Linked DNA regions of Mus musculus: all the other regions are linked to region 2. A link is a contact called in public HiChIP or PLAC-seq and promoter capture Hi-C data. All regions are on one chromosome and are shown on one strand. The core of a region is the stretch at or near the end of the contact, and the rest is flanking DNA. Distances in the headings are between cores, read along the strand shown. Region 1 overlaps Gm29040 (a long non-coding RNA gene). Region 2 holds the start of AI597479 (expressed sequence AI597479). Region 3 has its middle 3.5 kb from the start of Gm29040. Region 4 holds the start of Gpr45 (G protein-coupled receptor 45).

Region 1 (2,700 bases), core at 105-2,604, 150 kb before region 2:
CTGAGGTCATAGTGTTTATTTGGTGCATAAACTATATATTAAACGTCCTTAACTTCAGCAGCAGGTATGACTGTGTGTGCCGCATGCTGGGGTCAGGACAGTATAGATGGAAGGACTAATAAAAAGAGACAAAGCAAAAATCCATGTTAGTGGGCACTGATAAACACCTCTATGAACTCCTCGTATCCCTGTGACCAGAGGATAGGGCAGTGAAGGCCTTGGGATGTTTCATGTTCTGGTGCCCACCAGATCCTAGCTGACAGATATTGATCAAAACTGCCAGTTGGATGCTAACTCCTCATTCCTGATAATTAAACTGGAAAGGACTTCAAACTGTGAGAACAAAGAGTGCAGACAGACAGCCTCAGACTGCTCAAAATATCTTCCCCAGGGTCCCTCAGTAGGTAGCCCTTTCCAAGAATGTGTTTATCAAAAGGGCAACTGGAAACTTTGCTTTCCTATGAACTCTGCTAACTTGCAACTTGAGATAGCCACAGATTGCCTCTCTTCAGAGAAGTATACTAACTATTTATAATTTCAGCTGGGACTGTCACCTCCCCTCTATGGCTAAAAGTTAGGACACATCCATTTGCCCGTCCAGGTTATGAGTGGTCTTGGATGTGCCTGCTGCCCAGCTAACTGCAAATGTTTCGTTGTAGATACATTCTTGTTCAGACTGGAAAACCATAGTCTAAGATGCTTCCAGAAGCAACTGTTCTGTCTCTACCCCTTGGGGTACTTTCAAGAACTGTCTACCACCAGAGGAACTTATCTGACTTGCACTACAATATACTGTCAAGACACAAGAGGCCAGCAAGCATGATTTTGTACTGGAATTTTACATCTTCCTACTAAGGCTCCAATTGGAACCTTGAATTTTTTTATACAAGGGAAAAAATGGATCATACATCTATTAGAGTAGCAGGGTCCTGCTCTTACCTAGGGGGTCTCCTGCCACTTCAAATATAAGTTTCCAACTCAGCTTAGTAAGCAATTCTCAAGTCTGAATACATGAAATAGCAACAGGGAAAAAAATCTGAAAATTGAAAACTCCAAGCCATCCAAATCAGTGCAGGCTTGCCCTGTCCTTCTGGTGCTGCCTAAAGTACAGTCACAAACATGTTGGTTGGTTTCCATGTGCACACCTCCCTCTTATAGCAAACCCCTAAATCCTCCAGAAGTCTCTTGTTTCTGCCCACAGGCCCTGTTGTGGAATGTCCCTCCTGGGCCCTGGATCTGAAGGGGCCTCACACACAGCTCATCACCTCTGAAGCACCATGAACAAAGCAGCCAGATGAGAACTCCCAGCAGACAGCTACTGATGGAGAGACCAAAAGTGTGGAGTTGTGAAAGCAGGGCTTCAGATAACAGGCAGGTCAGAGCCAGTGCCTTTCTGAGGAGAGGTCAGCCTTCCTCTCACTAAAACTACATCTGAAAATAGGAAGGGCACGTGATGTCAGAGGAGGCTCCATTAAGAGCTGGTGTTGCTCCAATGTGTCCCAGAAGTCCTCAAGTATAAAATATAAGAACAATTTTCCCAAATAATCACATTAAAAACCTTAGCTCATCTCTACCTCTTCTTTCTGAAGGACACTAAATTACTTCTCTATTGCTGTGACAAAATACTATGACTGTGACAACCTACAGATGAAGGAGTGAATCTGGGCTTACGGTTCCATCAGGATTAGCATCCATGATGGACAGAGCAAATGCGTGGCGGTTGGAGCTGGAAATGGAGGTCACGCTGTCAACCTCAAGCAGGAAGCAGAGAGTGAACTAGAAATGGTACAATGGTATAAGTCTTTATGCTCTCAAAGCTCACCTCCAGTGATATCCTTTCTCCAGAAAACCACATCTTCTAGATCTATTCAGGGGGGTGGCATTTGATTCAAATGACGACAGACCATTACCTCACCTGAGGAAATGCCTTAGACTCCAGTTTGAGGACTGAACAGCATTGCAAGTCATGGGTTAGGAGTCAGCCAAACCTAGCCTTGAAGTCTAGCCCTATCACTTCCAACATAGACCAGACCAGCTTACTTGACTTCTCAGAGCCTGCTTCCACTACATTATTGATTTGGAGACTAGGGCCAGAAAGATGGCTTAGTTGGTAAACATGCCTGCCACCAAGCCTGGCGAATAGAGTGCAAGCCCTGGAATTCGCAAGGTGGAAAGGAAGAACTAGCCCCTACAAGTTGCCCTCTGACTCCTGGGAACCGTGTACACTCAGTAGCATACATGTGTGCATGCTTGAGTTTGCATGCACACACACAAAATGTTAAATCTTGTGTGTGTGTGATTTGAAGATTGAATATAATATATGGAAAGCGGTCATGTCCTGTGGTGCTAGCACACAGCAAGCCCTCCATGATGCCCTCAAGTCACCGGGGCAAGATTCCTCATCTTAGAAGTCTTCAGGGATGACTTCTAAGATTTCTACCCCACTTTCTGCCTTAAGCTTCTTTTCCACAACAACAAACATATTTTCTTCTAAGTCAGCCTCCGGAAGTCAAGATTAAAATGTCATAAAAAAGCATGTGTACATAATTCATAGATAATTTATCTAGCATGCTTTAGGCCCCGAGTTTGATTCCTAACACTGGAAAACAATAAATCAGCCAGGAATATTTTTATTCAGTCATTCATTCATTCTGTTGTTGATCATCTAGCTCTGTAGTTTATGCTGATCTCTCTATGTGG
Region 2 (2,700 bases), core at 40-2,539:
TTAAATAACTTATTCTCTCTCATATCCCAGTTCTGTCTCAACATCTTGGAGCACAATATTGCAAAAACACACAGGAAAAATTGGGGAAACGTATGCTTTGCAAAAATGGAAAAAAAACAAAAACAATGCCAGCTGTTTAGTTTGATTTCATTTTTAAGTTGTTGAATCATCTTATTCCTCTTTCATACAGTATATTGCTGGCTTTCAACTTGCATTTACTCTGGGATGGGAGTATCTGAATACACTTGGACAACATTCCCAGAGGATGTCATCTGCTTGGATGGCACTGAAGGGGCTGCCTTCTGGCAGCAGTGCTTACAAGTGCTGTCCTTGGGTCATCAGCAAGAACTCGTTAAAATACAGTATCAGGGCACATTTGGAACGAACTTAATGAGAAGCAGATGATGGGGCTCAATAACATGTTTTAGTAAGCCTTTGATTATCCTGGTGTGAGTAAAAGATTGAGAATCACAGGTTAAAAGTCATTATTAAAATAGTGACTGAGAACTTCAAGAAATTAGAGAAAGATACGGTACTGGGGGGGCAAAACCACATGGAATACAAAACGTGCCACATAAAACTCTAAAGAAACTTTCAGCAGTTCTGCCATTTTAAATAAAACATCACACTTTTCTTTTATGATCTGCTATTATCTTAGGTCACACCGCAGGGGCGGCGGGGGGCGGGGGGGGGTGCATGCACCACCTGGAAAGCTAGGTGCTTTAAGTTCTCCAAACGGTTACTGTGTCCTGATAATGATCTTAAGAAGTAGGTCCATCTCTCTGAGACCCGAGTGTCTGTCTCTAAGAGAGGCGAGAAGCTACCTAACAGACTAATTTTCAGATGTTTTGGATCCAGCCCTGATTGCCCCAGACTTCTTCCCTCCCGGTCTGTTCTTCTAGTCTATCTCTTCCGCAGGCCGTTGCTTGCACACAGGCAGCGGAGGTCGTCTGTCACACCCTTTCCGAGCTCTAGAGGATTTCCCGGGGGTTCCAGTCACTCTCTGGAGGCTTCCTTTGGGGATCAAGGGAGGCAAGCCCCATCCGATCAGTGTGGGCGGGGAGCGGCCACGAGCCTCCCGCAGGCCTGCCTGTCCCCGGCTGCCCGTCCGTCCTCGGTCGGCCCGAGCGCCCCACCTGCTCCAGGGTGAGGAGGAGGAACTCCTGGGATAGCAGCTCAGGGTGCAGCAGCAGCTCCGCGTCCGTACAGCTGCGACCGCCCACATCCCCCGCCATGGTTGTCGCCAGGAGACCCCCTGGCCGGCCTCCCACAAGGCACTGCGGCGGAAGCGTCGCGGAAGTGACGTGAGGGGGCGGGACTCTGGTGTCACTCAGCGCGCCCGAGACGCGATGCTTTTCCCAGAGAGTAGAGTTTATGGCTGGCCGACTCGGCTGACGCACCTCAGCCAAGAGGACGAACTGGGACTGAGAGCGGAGCAGAGTCCTGCCCGGGCTGCGCCGAAAGCACCGGAGGCTAAGCAACGCGAGCTGGCCGCCATTGGTCCCGCCCCCTGTGACGTCCCATGGCAGAGGCCTCAGGGATTCTCCCGACTGCGTGGAGAGACAGAATGGAACAAGAGGGCAGACAGCTGTGACCCCAGATGGCATTGTCATGTCTGAAGCCATGCTTCTTTTCGCTTTTTACAATGTCTCAATCGTTTATTGCCTAATCTCCCTTCTACATAAAGTAAGCCCAAATAACACTCTGTAATCCCCTCTCCTCGGACATGGTAAGCATCAAGTATTGTTCCCTGGAAAGATCTTTAAACCGACCAGCTTACGTGTGGGAAATAATAAGAGAAAGTAGTAGCGCCAGTCCAGCGACTGTTACACTACTCCCCAGATCAGCCTGATGTGCTACTAGAATGCTTGTTTCTGGTATGAGGAAAATGAGCAATAGGACGGATAATTGGAGATCACAGACTGGCAGTGACAGGAACCAAGCAAACTGCCTTTGCGCTTACTAATAATTACAATGAAGTCGTGGTTTTTACTTTAACAAAATATTGTAGGCTTCAACTATATTCTAGTATTTGTGTGAGAAATCTCTTTCATCATTCATAGGAGACAGAGTCCTCAAGTTTTTGCACATTAAAAGGTTGTACTTCATACCTGTTATGAGAGCATAGTTTGTATGCTCTATAATGTATCGTTTTATTGGAAACTGTTGCATTGTTTATGAAAATATGAACTACTAGGAGTCTACCAAAAATATGCTTGAAAGAGTGCTGAAAAATAAATGAGATGTTAAATTAGTAATGAGAGACATCTTGTAAAATTTTCCAGTTTATGTGATGCTTTCAGGGAAGAAACAATTACAGAGCTGGGAGGAAATTTTAATGTTAGTGCTTAAAAATATTCAATCCAGTCCTTTTATTTTTGTGTTTGGAAAGCTGATCTAAGTGACCTTCCCTGAAAGGACAAGTCTTAAAGCTGGGCCAAATGTTCTCAAATGGGATTAAATGCCTTAGCTTTGTAACATTATTGTGCTAGTATATATTCAAATTAACCTTTATATTGTCGTATAATAATGAGTCTGGCATGGATGGCATCATTGGCTCCATTTCCTTCACTATAAGGTTATACTAGTTGCTAGAGTAGCTGTTTTGCAGGAAACTTGAACTTACAACCAAACCCAGTTTTCACTGGGTAAGCTGAGCTGGTCTCACGCCAGTTTCTTCAGGAAACTGCTGAAGAATAA
Region 3 (2,700 bases), core at 163-2,662, 170 kb before region 2:
GATCCCAGGACACAGTGAGAGACAGGGAATGAAGCTTGCTGCAGACTCTGATCTCCCCGGAGGATCCCAGTTCTTATCACACATATATACAGCATGTGTCATCAGTTCTTAGGTTCCCTCAGTGTTCATTTACTTAGCACACTGAGTATGTTAACACAGCCCCCTGGTACTGCACACTAGGTACGCCAAGTTAGGAAAATTTCTTGGAACTCTGCCAGCCTCTGACAAGCTGATCTCAACCCTGACATCTGAACCCCCAAATTCCTTTACTCATCGAATACTAACTAGGTCATTCTATAGTAGACTTTGAGTTAATTTGATGGTTAAAGACTATTTAGAAAAAGAAGGTGTTATTAGAACCAAAGATAGGCTGGGCAAAGGGGCGTGTGTCTTTAACCACAGGCTGGAGGATCTCTATGAGTAGGGGGCCAACCTGGTCTACATGTCTAAGTCCTGGACAGCCAAGGGTGCATAGGGAGACCTTGTGTCAAAAAGCCAAACTCAAACAAACAAAAATAGCTAAAAAAACAAAACCGAGGCATTGCATGATAGAGGAATGGAATTGATCTTGAAGATGAAACAAGACCAGTGTTGTGATTTTATTTGTTTGTTCATATGATGAAGTAGCATCATGAAGTATCTCCTGGGGTCACTGACCAGCTGGGAGTTGGTGGTCTGCAGAACGGCTGAAGGCTGCTTCCTGCTCACTGTGCTGGCAGTTTTCCTTTTAGCTCATCTCCTATGATAACACTCTCTATTGTTGTCATTTTATATTAAAATATGCATACTCAGAAAGAACATATATGTGTATGTACTACATATATACCATATATGTATATGAATCTTATATATGATAATAAATGGTAATATTTCCCCGTATATAATGAAAAAGCCATTTAAGGTGAGGCATTAACAAGTGGAAGTGATTCTTCCCTTATGTGTGGTGCTGAGATTCTGAGAGCAAACACTAAGCAGAAAATTGTCAGAACCTGGGACCGAGGAAATTGAGATGTAATAGAGACCAAGAAAACCTATGCCAAGGGCTTGGGGCTCCAGCTGATACCCTCAAAGTCCATGTAGCCCTTTTCTCTCAAGCTAGAGAGATGTTAGAGTGCTACTAAAGACTTTCAAGGTTTCTCCCATACCCGGAGTCTACAGTCCTTCAACTGCAGGTTATTAACCTGCTTGGTCAGCTGACAAGTCACCCAGGCATGCACAACAGAAAAGAGGCAGGGGAGAGCCTGGACTGGCTGGGAGAAAGCCTGCTTTTGCAGCTGGACGCAGGGGTGTGTCTGTGGGAATAAGGAGGAAGGCAAGGCAAAGGGATACTCGGAATAATGAGGAACTTATGCTTGTTCATTGTCCAAAGATGGCTGGCTGCACCTCGTGCACAGAAAAAGTGTAATGACCTTTATGTCCACAAGGGGGTGGGGTTGGCTTTTCTTTGGTGCTTTAAAAAATCCCAGACTCACCACTGGCTTTCTATAGCAGCATTTTCCTTTTCTGTTCCCATCAGCCCAATATATTTTGAGGAATGCCCTTTCGTGCTAGAATATAGCACAGTGAAAGGAGTACCTTGTTGTAATCTGTCCCAGGCAATCTAAAGGCATGATCTGGTTAGCTGGGGCCTGATTTATCCACAGACAGCTGAATGAATGTAAGGATAGCTGTGATAGAATCCATACTGCAAATGGCCAGGTTTTTAAATTTAAAACAATGATATGATCTATTGGCCTATCATTTCTATAGTGTGTGAGCATGCATAGTTTCCAAACTGATGTTTCAATGGTATGTTCACTATTTGTAATAATTTTAGGGAAATAATTTAGACTCTTAATTATTTATACTTATTGGTTTGGGCAGTATTTTAGTATTTTCTTTTTCAGCAATTTTTAAAATTGTTTTTAAACAATGTTTTCTGTCTGTTCTCAATAATTTCATGCAGTGATGTAATTTGGCTACTTCCGGTCACTCTCTATTCCATCTGGGGGTCCTTCCCAAACAAGTTTAATCATGAGTGGTTTCAGGGAATGAGTGAAGAGTCATTTGTAGAAAGATGAGCAGTTTACCGTGGCTACACTACTGGAGAAAAATAATTCCTGGCCCCCAGCATCCATCAGTTCCTAATAGCTCTAAGAGGTGTGGGTTTAATAACATTTTAGGCCACCATGCAAAATCCTGGACTTCAGGGTACTTAGTTCTCAGTTGTTCCTCTATTGAACGGTCTTCCCTTGTCCTCCTCACATCACGCTGCTAGGAACCCTCCTTTCACAGTCTTTCTATTGCGTTTCACAAATTCCACTACCCTCTATTTTCTCCTTCATTCTCCTCCCAAAGACGTCTTCCCTTGGTGTGTCCTCTCTCTGTCTTTGCCTCTATCTCTCTGTCTGTCCGTTTGTCCCTGTTTCACACACACACACATCTATATTCCATATACGAAAGAAAATGCGACACATTACTTGTCTTTCTCACTCTGGCTATTTTCTTGCCAGTGTTCTGGCTTCATTTTTCTTTACAGCTAAAAGCCATCCATCGTATATATGAACTACATTTTCTGAATTCATTCATCCTTTGATGGACATCAAGACTGGTTCTATTTCATGGCTATGTGAATAATGCCGCAATAAGCACAGATGTACAAGCGCTGTGTGAGATGCTGACTTCCAATGCTTTGGGTATGTTCCTTGGAGTCTGTGATTG
Region 4 (2,700 bases), core at 59-2,558, 150 kb after region 2:
TATGCCTCTAAAATAAAATGAGCTTCATCAGAAATGCAGCACAAAAAAAAAAAAAGAAAGAAAAAAAGAAAAAAAAAGGACACTGTCCACTCTAAACAAAGTGAACTGCCCTTAGCAAGCTGAAGTGAATTTCCTACAAAATACTTGCTTCTGCTTCTTTTTTTTTTCGGAACAGTTCGGTCAAAGTTTCATTTCTTTACGTTTTCATTTTCTATTAATACTTTGATACTTAAAAGATAAGAGATGAACTCTCAAACTGCAAACCTCTGGTTTGATGAAGCCATTACCCTGGTGTCACTTTCATCGTTAACAAATGACATGTCTCTCTGTCCCTTCTAAAATCCAGATTAAACAGACACCCAGCCCACCTCAGTGGCAATCTGGGGAAGGCGTCCTAAGGCCCCTTTCTCTGATGGGGAAAACCGAGGCAGCTCAGTGGCCTGTTGGATGAACGTCCCACAGCAGCTGCTCTCACTTGCGATCTCTTGTCTAAGTATTACCCGATGTAAAGGAAATGGTCTGACAGAGTTGGCAGTACACGGGGAGATGAGATGGGGGATGAGGCGGGGTAGTGGGATGGGCGACGATCAGAAATGGTGGTGGTGATGGTGATGGTGGTGACAGTGGCGGTGGTGACGCTGGGCCGGCTCCTCTCCCGTTTTTCCATGACTGCAGGTCCTCGCAGCCTCCGCCGTCCCCGCGTGGCCTCTGCCCGGAGAAACAGGATTTGCACCCAAGCCGCACGTCCGCGGGCGCGAGGCTGCGGCGCCCCGCGAGCCGGCCACGCGCCCCTCTGCGCCCCCGCGCTGGCGCCGCCCGAGCATCACAGCCGAGGCTCCTCCGGCCCGGCCTCCCCTCCGCCGCACTCCACCCCGCAAGGCAGCACCCGCGCCAGGGCCCGCCCCACCAAGCCCCCCGCGGCCCGGCCCTGGCCCCGGTCACTTACGCTGCACTGGGCCCGGATGCGCCCAGCGGCCCGAGACAAAGGCTGAGCGGCCCCGGTGCCGCCGGCTGTTCCCCTAGCCGCGGCTGCCGGGGACCAGGAGGAAGAAGGGGAGGATGGAGAGGAGGAGGGGCAGGGAGCAGGGGGAGGCAGCGAGGGAGCGTGGGGGAGGGGCCCGCGGCGTCTGCCACCCGCCGCAGCAGTCCCAACCCCAGCCCTCCTCGGGGGCCGCCACCCTCCGGGGGTGCAGACCTCCCCTAGGGACCAGGGTACCGCCCCCCCTGGGGCGGGGTGGGAGGAAGAGGAAGGGAAGGAGGAAGGCAGTGAGTGCGCCTGTGTGCTCCTACTCAATCGTGATCGTCTCCACCCACCCCCGCGTCTGCGGGCAACCCTAGGAACCTGCTAGACTCCCCGCCTCAACTGCGCGGCTCCCAGCAACCCGCGCCCACTTTCCTACAGACCTCTACCCCAGACCAGCCAACCCTATCCACCTCCTCCGATGAACAGACCTGAAGGTTAAGTGCCCGGAGGCTCTGGTGAGGGAGAGCCAGCTGAGAGGTGATGGAGGGTCGGGGCCCTTTGTGAACCACCCTGTTGGGCACCTGTTCCTCTCTAGCACGGACCCTAGTACTTAGCGGACCACTAAGGATGACAATTGGGCAGGTGAGATCTTGAGTCTCCCATGGGCGACTCTTTGGGAAAAGTAACTCCATGGCTTGACTCAGTCATTTGCATCTTGGTGACAAGAGTGATTTTGATTTTTTTTCATATTCTGAAAACTTTTCAGTGTGTGTGTGTGTGTGTGTGTGTGTGTGTGTGTGTGTGTGTGTGTGTGTGTGTGTGAAGTCAAAGGGGAATAGTGAAACAAACCATCTTCAACCTCAAGGCAGGCCAGAATTTTCCAATCTTTCATCCACTCCAGTTGAAAACATGGCTCTAGTTGTCGGAGCTTCCCTGAGGCCCCAGGCTTCATTCACTTGTGCTGTTTGGCTTAGGTGGGAACCTATATACCATGAGCTAATCAACAATGATCCACCAAAGGCCAGATTGCTGCGACTGTCTCCCAAATTCCTTGCCAAATGTGACTGACTGATGCCTGTCCCTCCAGGAAAAAAAAAAAAAAAAAGAACAAGCAGGATGTCGCCTTAAATTCCAAGAGCTTCAGTTCTTACCTCAGTGAACCCAAGTGCAGATTACAAGCCATAGAGGTCGGCTGAGGTGTTCCTTGCTGATCCTTGGAGTCTTGACGGGGAAGCTGGGCAGCTACTAAGAGAACCAGATTCCTCACTGATTGGGTTGGAGTCCTAGGGCCACACACAGCATAAGATGCATGGCCTATTGGTTCCTCGGTAGGCAGCATGCTAGGGACAGACTCGGGCCATCTGAGGGTTTACTATGTGCCTCATGTTGGCAAAGCAGAGGGGTGCCCTTTGGTGAGTGTCTTGCAGAGCTGTGCTATGCAGAAGATAGGTAAATAGATCGAGATGAAGACTCTGGTCTCAGACTATCGGGCTTTCTGTCTTTCACCTCTTTTCAGCTGTGTGCCCTCAGGCCAATGACTTGACAACTCTGAGCCTTGTTTTCTCATGGGAGAAACTAGGAGTGTGGATGGAGTCTGTCTGAGAGGCATTTGTGCATGCAGAATGCTTGGCCTAGAAAGGTTGAGAAGATGCGGTAAGCACTTAACCTTCCACGTGGGAACGCAAAATGATTGGAGTCCAGAGAGATTGCTCTTCCAAACGATTTGTGGCCTTGTT

The links. HiChIP or PLAC-seq counts read pairs in DNA pulled down with a chosen protein or histone mark. Capture Hi-C pulls out chosen DNA fragments and counts their contacts.
Region 1: a contact with region 2 is called in an H3K27ac HiChIP or PLAC-seq map of heart atrium, with 6 read pairs. The contact joins the enhancer-like site here to the promoter of AI597479 in region 2. A contact is called at or near these places in 7 of 115 datasets of contacts at active chromatin or transcription factors (the SCID.adh cell line, embryonic stem cells, extraembryonic endoderm stem cells and 3 more) and 2 of 9 other capture datasets (adipose tissue and liver).
Region 3: a contact with region 2 is called in an H3K27ac HiChIP or PLAC-seq map of the NIH/3T3 cell line, with 4 times the contacts expected there. The contact joins the enhancer-like site here to the promoter of AI597479 in region 2. A contact is called at or near these places in 8 of 39 promoter capture datasets (the 3T3-L1 cell line, 3T3-L1-derived adipocytes, cranial neural crest and 5 more), 1 of 15 datasets of contacts at CTCF or cohesin (the NIH/3T3 cell line), 15 of 115 datasets of contacts at active chromatin or transcription factors (the NIH/3T3 cell line, the SCID.adh cell line, cardiomyocytes and 9 more) and 2 of 9 other capture datasets (adipose tissue and liver).
Region 4: a promoter capture Hi-C map of pancreatic islet shows a contact between it and region 2. The contact joins the promoter of Gpr45 here to the promoter of AI597479 in region 2. A contact is called at or near these places in 8 of 39 promoter capture datasets (the 3T3-L1 cell line, 3T3-L1-derived adipocytes, cranial neural crest and 5 more), 1 of 484 Hi-C or Micro-C datasets (cerebral cortex), 10 of 115 datasets of contacts at active chromatin or transcription factors (the 230-238 cell line, the SCID.adh cell line, bone marrow-derived macrophages and 4 more) and 3 of 9 other capture datasets (adipose tissue, liver and pancreatic islet).

What each region holds. Positions count from the first base shown.
Region 1 is chr1:43,246,390-43,249,089 of GRCm38.p6, reverse strand. It overlaps Gm29040 (a long non-coding RNA gene), which reads left to right. Exons shown (of 3, transcript XR_003947809.1): 3 at 1-932. Among named protein-coding and RNA genes, the nearest start is that of Gm29040, 13 kb to the left of the region's middle. Within about 2 kb of position 1,354, at least 8 of the 459 cell types and tissues checked have an H3K27ac peak or open chromatin away from gene starts, as enhancers often do. A contact at or near this core is called in heart atrium, where this site is marked.
Region 2 is chr1:43,097,299-43,099,998 of GRCm38.p6, reverse strand. It overlaps AI597479 (expressed sequence AI597479), which reads right to left and starts at 1,289. Exons shown (of 4, transcript NM_133818.1): 1 at 1,137-1,289. The coding sequence starts at 1,235. It also overlaps a transcript of Tgfbrap1 not described here.
Region 3 is chr1:43,263,308-43,266,007 of GRCm38.p6, reverse strand. No RefSeq gene overlaps it. Among named protein-coding and RNA genes, the nearest start is that of Gm29040, 3.5 kb to the right of the region's middle. Within about 2 kb of position 1,412, at least 34 of the 459 cell types and tissues checked have an H3K27ac peak or open chromatin away from gene starts, as enhancers often do. A contact at or near this core is called in the NIH/3T3 cell line, the SCID.adh cell line and hippocampal neurons, where this site is marked.
Region 4 is chr1:42,951,480-42,954,179 of GRCm38.p6, reverse strand. It overlaps Gpr45 (G protein-coupled receptor 45), which reads right to left and starts at 1,308. Exons shown (of 2, transcript NM_053107.4): 1 at 947-1,308. Gm39633 (a long non-coding RNA gene) reads left to right here and starts at 1,462. Exons shown (of 3, transcript XR_865396.3): 1 at 1,462-1,606.